Regions from separate parts of the Mus musculus genome. Here regions 1 and 2 are each linked to region 3. The links are chromatin contacts, called in public Hi-C and promoter capture Hi-C maps. All regions are on one chromosome and are shown on one strand. Each heading gives the region's core, a stretch centred on a gene start, on an enhancer-like site or on the middle of the called end of the contact. The rest is flanking DNA. Distances are from core to core; before and after follow the strand shown. Region 1 has its middle 16 kb from the start of Gm32898. Region 2 overlaps Cep83 (centrosomal protein 83). Region 3 holds the start of Cep83 (centrosomal protein 83).

Evidence for each region. Promoter capture Hi-C pulls out the DNA fragments that hold promoters and counts their contacts. A called contact is a pair of places that touch in the nucleus more often than the background predicts.
Region 1: a contact with region 3 is called in a promoter capture Hi-C map of macrophages, with 12 read pairs. The contact joins the enhancer-like site here to the promoter of Cep83 in region 3. A contact is called at or near these places in 10 of 39 promoter capture datasets (the 3T3-L1 cell line, 3T3-L1-derived adipocytes, the HPC-7 cell line and 7 more), 5 of 484 Hi-C or Micro-C datasets (bone marrow-derived macrophages, cortical neurons, macrophages and 1 more) and 5 of 115 datasets of contacts at active chromatin or transcription factors (CD8 T cells, the HPC-7 cell line, the SCID.adh cell line and 2 more).
Region 2: a Hi-C map of olfactory sensory neurons shows a contact between it and region 3, with 1.6 times the contacts expected there. The contact joins the enhancer-like site here to the promoter of Cep83 in region 3. A contact is called at or near these places in 1 of 39 promoter capture datasets (macrophages), 1 of 15 datasets of contacts at CTCF or cohesin (CD8 T cells), 3 of 484 Hi-C or Micro-C datasets (granulocyte-monocyte progenitors, nephron progenitors and olfactory sensory neurons), 4 of 115 datasets of contacts at active chromatin or transcription factors (CD8 T cells, the SCID.adh cell line, embryonic stem cells and 1 more) and 4 of 9 other capture datasets (adipose tissue, liver, macrophages and 1 more).

Annotation. Positions count from the first base shown.
Region 1 is chr10:94,638,842-94,641,541 of GRCm38.p6, forward strand. No RefSeq gene overlaps it. Among named protein-coding and RNA genes, the nearest start is that of Gm32898, 16 kb to the left of the region's middle. Within about 2 kb of position 1,385, at least 29 of the 459 cell types and tissues checked have an H3K27ac peak or open chromatin away from gene starts, as enhancers often do. A contact at or near this core is called in CD8 T cells, the HPC-7 cell line, bone marrow-derived macrophages and 2 more, where this site is marked.
Region 2 is chr10:94,737,096-94,739,795 of GRCm38.p6, forward strand. Cep83 (centrosomal protein 83) reads left to right here. Exons shown (of 16, transcript NM_029852.2): 6 at 678-929. Among named protein-coding and RNA genes, the nearest start is that of Cep83, 50 kb to the left of the region's middle. Within about 2 kb of position 1,441, at least 4 of the 459 cell types and tissues checked have an H3K27ac peak or open chromatin away from gene starts, as enhancers often do. A contact at or near this core is called in olfactory sensory neurons, where this site is marked.
Region 3 is chr10:94,687,421-94,690,120 of GRCm38.p6, forward strand. It overlaps Cep83 (centrosomal protein 83), which reads left to right and starts at 1,370. Exons shown (of 16, transcript NM_029852.2): 1 at 1,370-1,626. It overlaps Cep83os (centrosomal protein 83, opposite strand), which reads right to left and starts at 1,193. Exons shown (of 3, transcript NR_015524.1): 1 at 813-1,193.

The DNA of each region.
Region 1 (2,700 bases), core at 135-2,634, 49 kb before region 3:
CTCCACAGGGCATTTCCCATCAACCAGCCCCACACAGCAGTGCCCAGGGGCTCCCAACTACCAGGCATTTAACCAACATATAGAAGACATGTTTCAGCAACCATGATTACAAGGATCATAGGACATATGAGCCAGGAAGGGGGACAGAGTCCAGCTATATAATCTTTCAAAATATATATCCTTCACAACATCACACAGTAAAGCCCCGCAAATGATGGATTTCAAAGGATGGGCCCAGGGACAGGCTTGCCAGGGAAAGGTACCTTATTTGGGGATGAAGACAATATTCCCAGGACTATCACAAGCAGGCACATGTCCAGCAAGCAGGAAGGGAGGCCTCTTTTGATACAGAAAGGAACTTTCTCCAGAGCCCCCTTACAGTGAGTGATGTCTTAGCTGGTGTCTCATTGCTATAATGACCACAGCCACTCTTATAGAGGAAAATATTTAACTGTGGCTGGTTTGTAGATTCAGAGGTTCAGTCCACTATCATCAGGGCAGGAAGCATGGCAGTGTGCAGGCAGACAGTGCTGGAGAAGGAGCTGAGAGTTCTACATTTTGGTCCACGGGCAGCAGGGGGACACACTGGCCAGACTTGAGCTTATAAAACCTCAAAGCCCTGCCTCCGCAGTGATGCACTTCCTCCAACGAAGCCACACCCACTCCAACGAGGCCACGTCTCCTAATAGTGACATTTCTTGTGGTCCAAGCATTCACACACATGAGTCTCTGAGGACCATCCCTATTCAAACCAACACAAGTGATCACTCTTCAGTGTCAACTTGACTGGGTTTAGAATTACCTGGAATATATACCTCTGGGTGTGCCTGGGTGGATACTTCCAGAGAAGTTTAACTGAGGAGGGAAAACCTACCCTGAATGTGTGTAATACCATCCCTTGGGCTTGGATCCCAGACTGAATGAAACCTGGGGGAAAAAGAGCAAACTTAAAAGCAACCATTACCTCTCTCGGCTTTTTCACTGTGGATACAGCATATCCAGCTGCCTTGAGCTCCCGCCACCACGCCATCCTTTCTTGATAATCTGTACCCTCAAACTGTTCCTTAAGAATCTTCTGCCACAGCTGGGCGGTGGTGGCGCACACCTTTAATCCCATCACTTGGGAGGCAGAGGCAGGCAGATTTCTGAGTTCGAGGCCAGCCTGGTCTACATAGTGAGTTCCAAGGACAGCCAGGGCTATACTGAGAAACCCTGTCTCAAAAAAACCCAACCCCCCAAAAGAGAGAGAGAGAGAGAGAGAGAGAGAGAGAGAGAGAGAGAGAGAGAGAGAGAGAGAGAGTCTTCTGCCACAACAGTAAGAAAAGCAATGAGTAAGCCCATCAGGCTTCTTAGAGCCCTTTCCTTGCCATTGGTAATCCGTCATGCTGGGCTGCAAGAGAAGCTGAGAGAGCAGACATTGCAGACTGTACACCGGAAGTGTGATGTTGACCACAGGGGAGGAAAGGGAAGGGGTTTTACCCCGCCCCCCCCAAAAAAAAACTCAGTGAAATACTAAACACAGACTTATTTTGCAGACATTGTTTCAGGTTCAAATGACTTCCGAATGACTTCTAGTACATTAAGCAAGGTAGAAATGACCCGTGGAGGGGGGTTTGGGGGGAGAATACGTCTCCCATTCCAGAATCTTCCAATTCCATCCCTCCCTGCAGCAGCACTAGATCTTGGTTGGAAACCTTGTTAAAAGGTTTAATAAGGAAATGCTCTGCTGTCTGGAGTCAGGGAGAATGTGAAGTTTAACTTCTGTCTGGGAAGTGGCAAACTGTAAGAAAGTTGACTTTGAAATTTGTCAGATAGGTCAGGCCTATTTGTAGCTTTTTAAAAAAGGCCCGAAATCATGGGGCTGACAGGAAGCGAAAGGGAAGCAGAAGCAGCCTGCTCCTCATCCCTAAAATTGCATCAAGTCCAAGTCTTAGAATAAAATAATTTTCATTTTCTTATTTCTTATCCTAGCCAGCATTTGGATCTAGACTTGAGTTCCTTGGGGGGACACATCGTCATTATGCAAGATAGGAAAAGGAAAGAAGCCCATGATTTTTTAATGCTATATTTATGAACCAAATAAATATGTAATTATAGCTAGAAACAGGGAAAGGGCAGGCAGTAGGAAGCAACTGGAAAAACTGCTGGCGTGGTGTATTAGTTGCTCTCTTTGTTGCTCGCACCAAAATGCCTGACAAGACACGAGGGGTGGGAGAGATGGCTGAGAGTTAAGAGCAAGTGTGGCTTTTCCAGAAGACCTGGACATGGTTCCTAGGACCCAGGGGACCCACCACTGCCTGTAATGCCAGCTCCAGAGAATATGATGACATCTCTTCTGGCCTCTGCAGGCATGGGCACACACATAGTAAACACACAGAGAGACATACACACCTACACATAAATCAGAATAGATAGATAGATAGATAGATAGATAGATAGATAGATAGATAGAAGAGAAGCAATTTAAATAAGGAAAGCTTTCCGAGGACTCACAGTTTATGAAGAGAGTCCACAAAAGCTGGGAAGGTATAGTGGGAGGAGGGACTGCTATGGTGCTGGGAGCTTGTTTACATCTGGACAAGTGAGGAAGCAGGGGATGCCTGTTCACTGGCCTTTTTGTGTCCCCAGGCCCATGAAGTGGTACCATCTACATTCAGGGACCATCCTCCCTCCTCATTTAAACTCTTGAAATGTCCTCAC
Region 2 (2,700 bases), core at 191-2,690, 50 kb after region 3:
TTGGAACACACTGATTTGGAAGCATGTATCATCTGGCAATGAGAGCTGTTATGAAAGGAAAATCCTACTTGTTTCTTGCCTCTTTGAGTTCCTTAGTGAATGTATTAAACCTTGGAATAATGAACATGATAAGACCTGGGCTTTAATTAGTTAGGACTTTAATAAACTTGGCCATTACTTTAAAAGTTCATTGACTGCTTTTGTATTTATACAGATTTTGTGTGAATTAGTTCCTCACAAAGAGATGATTTATTAGCCTAGACATAGCCAAAGAGTTAAGGAGAGTAAGACAAACAAGTGAGGCGAAATTTAAGAGTGGCCATTGAATTGGCCTTGCGTGATTTTCTGTCATGGGCTTGTGAAGTTTATGTGTTTTAAATAATTATTTTATTGTAGTATTTACAATTTTGAATTTTAGCCAGCATTTGATTAAGCCCTGTGCCAGACACTGTGGGGAGGGAGGGAAAAATAGGGCAAAGTCCTTCCTCTTAGACTTGTGTCATGCTGAGGACAGAATGAGGAACGTGACGTTTTAGAGGTTTTTCCTTTTTACTTAATTTCCACACCTGAGCTTTCATGTTGTACGATTTTTAATTTTAATTTACTGACTTGTAAAGCATGTTCATGACTGAAAATTCAGTCATTTAGAGCTTGTATACTTCCTTTCCAATTATTAGGTTGCACGACTGGAGAAGGACAAAGAGGAGCTACATAACCAGCTGCTTAGTGTTGATCCCACGAGAGACAGCAAACGAATGGAGCAACTTGTTCGAGAAAAAACCCATTTGCTTCAGAAATTGAAAAGTTTAGAGGCTGAAGTAGCAGAATTAAGGGCTGAGAAAGAAAATTCTGGTGCTCAGGTAGAAAATGTCCAAAGAATACAGGTGAGGCAGTTGGCTGAGATGCAGGCTACACTCAGATCCTTGGAGGTAAGGTTTTAATTGCATCCCAGTGGAGTATGGCATAAGTTTTAAAAGTGCTCTTGACAAGCCTTTGGTTTTTAGAACATAAATAAATGCTTGCGATCTAGTGCTGACGCATTTGCGGACTCCCAAGTGTACATGGGAAGAGGAAAGGTTTTGATTGATCAGCAGTGGCTGTGCTCTACATTGCTGAGGGATATTCATTCTTTGGGAGTGGAGTCATCATCTGAGTGAAAGGACTTTAAAATGTCACGGAATGTAATATACAAAATATCCCCCAAGTTTTCAAGAGTAAAGTCATCTCAAAACAGAAAGAATAATTATTTTGAAATTATAAATTCCTTATTCTAGTATTTAAAATGTTAAAGTTATAAATTCTATTTGAGCAGACATATTGTATATAATTTGAAACAGCTCTCTAGCCAAAGTGATAAAAGGTAGCTGGCTACCAATGCATCCCGATCTTGACTGAGTTCTTTCCCTGAGCTCATTAGAGAAGGAGCAGTGTTGGCAGAGCCGCCCTGGGGCTGGTGGGGGGATCGCTGAGGAAGACTCTTGACTTTCTCTGTATTCAGACAGGCCGATGCCTCTTAGACCCTGGGGCCTAGGATGGAGCAGAGATGCTACTTTATGTGCTTATTTATTTGGGAGTTTGTGTTTTCCTCCTTGAGAGAGCTGTGAAATGGTTGAGCTGGAAGGAAATTATATGCACATGGTTTGTAGTTAATAGTCAGTCTCAAAATACTCAGTAATGATGGGCTAATCAGCTGGTCCATGGAATACGTTAGTGAGTTTGGAAGAATGGAAGTCACTTGGGGGAGAGAGTGGGGAGGATGAGGTCTGTGTCCGTCCTTGTTGATTTCCACAATTAAACTTGTTAGAGTCCCTGAACATTAGACTTAAACCAGTTTACAGTAAGATAATGTAGTTTTGCAGTTCTTAATATATTGGCACAGTGGCAGAGTAAGGGGAAAGTTGCAGGTGAATATAGTGTCTGGTCCCAGTGTGAAGTTTGACCAAGGTCATCTAGAGCGATTATTTTCCAGGTAAGATGAGTGATGACAAAAGACAGATGGCTCATTTGGGACATTTTTCAGAAGAGCCCGTATTTAATTTTTATCATTTGTCAGATGAAATGAAAAACATACGATAACAAATAGTATTTTTCTCTAGTGTTTCACAGCTGTTGTTGTACACAAAGAATACCATTTTATATTTCAACAAAATAATTGTTCTCTGGCTTAGTTGCTGAACAAAGTCCTTTTTTAATACAGTAAACATGCATAGAAAACATAAACCTGAAGTTTATCCTGTAAGTGAAGAAACACTCATTTTACTTATCATGAGTAGGAATGTTTCAAAGCTTTTTTTTCCTCTCTGGTAAGAGTACTTTGAATATCAATTTGAGGAAATTTCTGGCAGTTTAGAGATTTAATTTGTGGTAAGGTCAGAAGCCTCTTTGCCTATGCTTCTGACGGCTCCAGGACAGTGGAGAATTTGTCTGTCTCTGATTGAAAAAAAAAGAATCTCCATTGATTGTGGATTTTCAATTGTTTTATATTCCTTTATTGTGTGTGCGCATAGACCTGTGTGAGGCCTGTGTACCACGGCAGTCAGAGGATGGTGTTCACCTTCTACCACGTAGGCCTGGGGTCTAAGTAAGATCGCCAGGCTGGGCAGCAAGCACCTTTACCCACTTTCTGGGCCTTGTAAGCCTCTCCATGCCTGCTTTCTAAAATGCTATTTTGTAACTGTTGTGAACTTGACAGTCTAAAAA
Region 3 (2,700 bases), core at 120-2,619:
AGCAGCAAGCACTTCTAAACACTGAGACATCTCACCACTGCGGATTTTCTCCTATTTTTAACGGTTTAAATGTTCATCTAGCATTTACTCTTCTCTGAGAAATAAAGTTTTTCTTCAGTTGTTAGTCATCTCTCCAGTCTTCTCCTCACTTTCCAGTGATTCTATTTTATTTAATTTATTTTATTTTTTTAACGGATATTTCCACTGGTTACAAATGATTTGATTTGATTTCAGGATCTGGGGAATCCGTAACGCCTAATTGAATTTACAGAACTAGGGATTAAGATAATCTATAAAAATGCTGCGGCACTTGATATAGGACTGTTCAGCAAATTGTTACTGTCAATGTCTCTCACACACACAGGACTTCTGCTTTCTCTATTCTGATCGTGAATGTGTCTCCCACATACCTCCTTTATATAACCTACCCATAATAGTATGCACCCTCATTTCTAGAAAAAATGGTGACAGCTCAGTTACCACTCTACCCAGAGCCCGGATCTAGTCATCTCCTGCATGTTCATGAGAGGTGAAGATAAGCTGTGCTTCATAATGCACTGTGGCGATCCAAGGCCACAGTATGGAGGCACTCAGCAAGCATGGGTATAGACGGGATGCATGTTTCTCCCATCGCCCACCCTGAAACGCGAAAAGCCTAATTTACCTTAGCTTTTAGGTCACAAATATTATCAAAGCTGTCACCAAGTGTCAATTTAGTTTGCAGCCTGGAGACCAGGAGCCCACCCTGTTATATTACCCCTAAGAGCAGGCGGGCCTACAGGATGGGCCTGGGGCAGGAAGGAGGTCCTGACCTGACTTCCCTGGTGGCAAGCTGGGGGCGACTCCGCACTCACAGGCTGACTGGGTGCCAGAGCCCGGAAAATCCGCCCAGCAGGCACGATGACAAGGCGGGCGGGAACAGAGGTGGCGGCGAAGAGCACCGTCCAAGCCCTCCGAGAAGGAAGTGTGACAAGGGCACAGAGTCCCTCAGCCCACCGGGAGTCGGGCGTGAGGTGACATCTGCCGTTCCCCGGGCTCGCGGGCTTCGGTGCGGCCCACAGGGACGTCCCAGAGTGGCATCCTCACTTTTTTTTTTCCCCCACAGCGGCAACAGCTACCCGCGTAACCGTCAGCCCGCTCCTCTCACCAACGGCTCGGACCTTGGGCGGCGCGCGGTGCTGATGACGTAGGACGGGGAGGCGGGACTTCCTGCCTCGCGCCTCGCCGGGGCTCGGGACGCGCGCGGTCCGCTCGGGAGTGGCGGACGGCGGGCTGAGGGGGCGGCGTGTCGGCCGAGGAGGGCGGGCCGCGGAGGAGGAGCCGGCCTTGCAGCCGCCGCCCTCTCAGCCCTCCGAGTTTCCCGGGCTACCTCAACCTTTCCCGAGGCGTGGGTGCCCTCGCGGACCGTCCGGCTCCTCGGTTCGCCTCCAGCCCCGCGGCGGCAGCGGCCGCTTGGACCGCTCCGGGCCCCACACCCCAGCCGGTGGGACCGTCCCGAGCCCTCGGCCCCAATGCCTGGGAGAGCAGAGCGGAGTGGGTGGCGGTGGTTGGAGCTGTGCCGGGGGCTCCCGGTGGCGAGCGCGGCTGCTGTGCTGGGGCGAGCAGCGGGGACCGTGTGTGAGTTTGGTAAGTCACCTCTCTTCTTTTTAGGCGTGCTGGGCGTCTGCTTGGAAGCCTGCGGCACTCCGCGCCCGCCCTTGGACCCGGGTTTTGTTTCCTGGTGAAGCAGTGTTAGCCGGTGTTAGGAAGGCAGGCCCTGAGATGAGTTCTGGATGCAAGGTTTTTCTTTTCTTTTTCTTTTTTAAAGCACGTGAAACTCCTTTCGGGGCTCTTTGGTGCACTGCGGCACGGTAGCCAGCGGAGTCATGGGGTTAGTGTAAAGCACCTCTAGGTTAATTGGTGGGGGAAAAGCCACGCTGTCATCATTTTCCTTGTCCTTAAAGGTAGTCATAGCAGTGAGGTTTGCGGATGTTGCTGAGGTAAGGTCTGAACTGTGGGAAGTGTATTTTGGGCTTGGTACTTTGGCAAGTTCTTAGTCCAGTTTCTGACTATGATAAAAAGACTCTTGGCTTTTTAAAAATGCCCTAGAGGGCATTTAAGTGTCTTTAAGTCTTTGCTTACCTTCTAATTATCAGACCACTTTCTTCTCGAACATGTTGAGGATCAGGCTAAATTTGTTCTGATGATTTTTTTTTAAATATGTAGTGAATTCATAATATGTTCAGGCTGTTAGTATAAAGTACTAAACTGAGATTTAAAGTACCGAGTAGGTTGTTAAAGCCGTGCTTCTGTTACCAAGCAACATCACCGTAAACAAGTCTAATATTCAACTAGAACATAAGTAAATGTGGCCTGTTAATCTGAGTTTGGAGCGAGTTGGAGCTCTTCAGATTTATGCTTTTAGTTTATAGGTGGCTACATTTGTTGCCTTTTGTAGTCAGATTTCAAATAAATTTTATCTAGAATTATTAGAACACTTTGATTGTTTTTGTTGTCACACAAGACTATGGAGAGTTGTAAATGGATTTGAGTTCTTTTTGGTTGTTACATATTCCGGAGTATGCTGGGTATTTCTCTTTGAGTATTTCTTTTCTAATGAGATAAAGTATGCAATCTGTATTTAATAATATTCTTAAATAAAAAGATTATAGCAATTTAGAGTTACATACATTTGAGAGATTGTGAAACAGTACAAGTTTT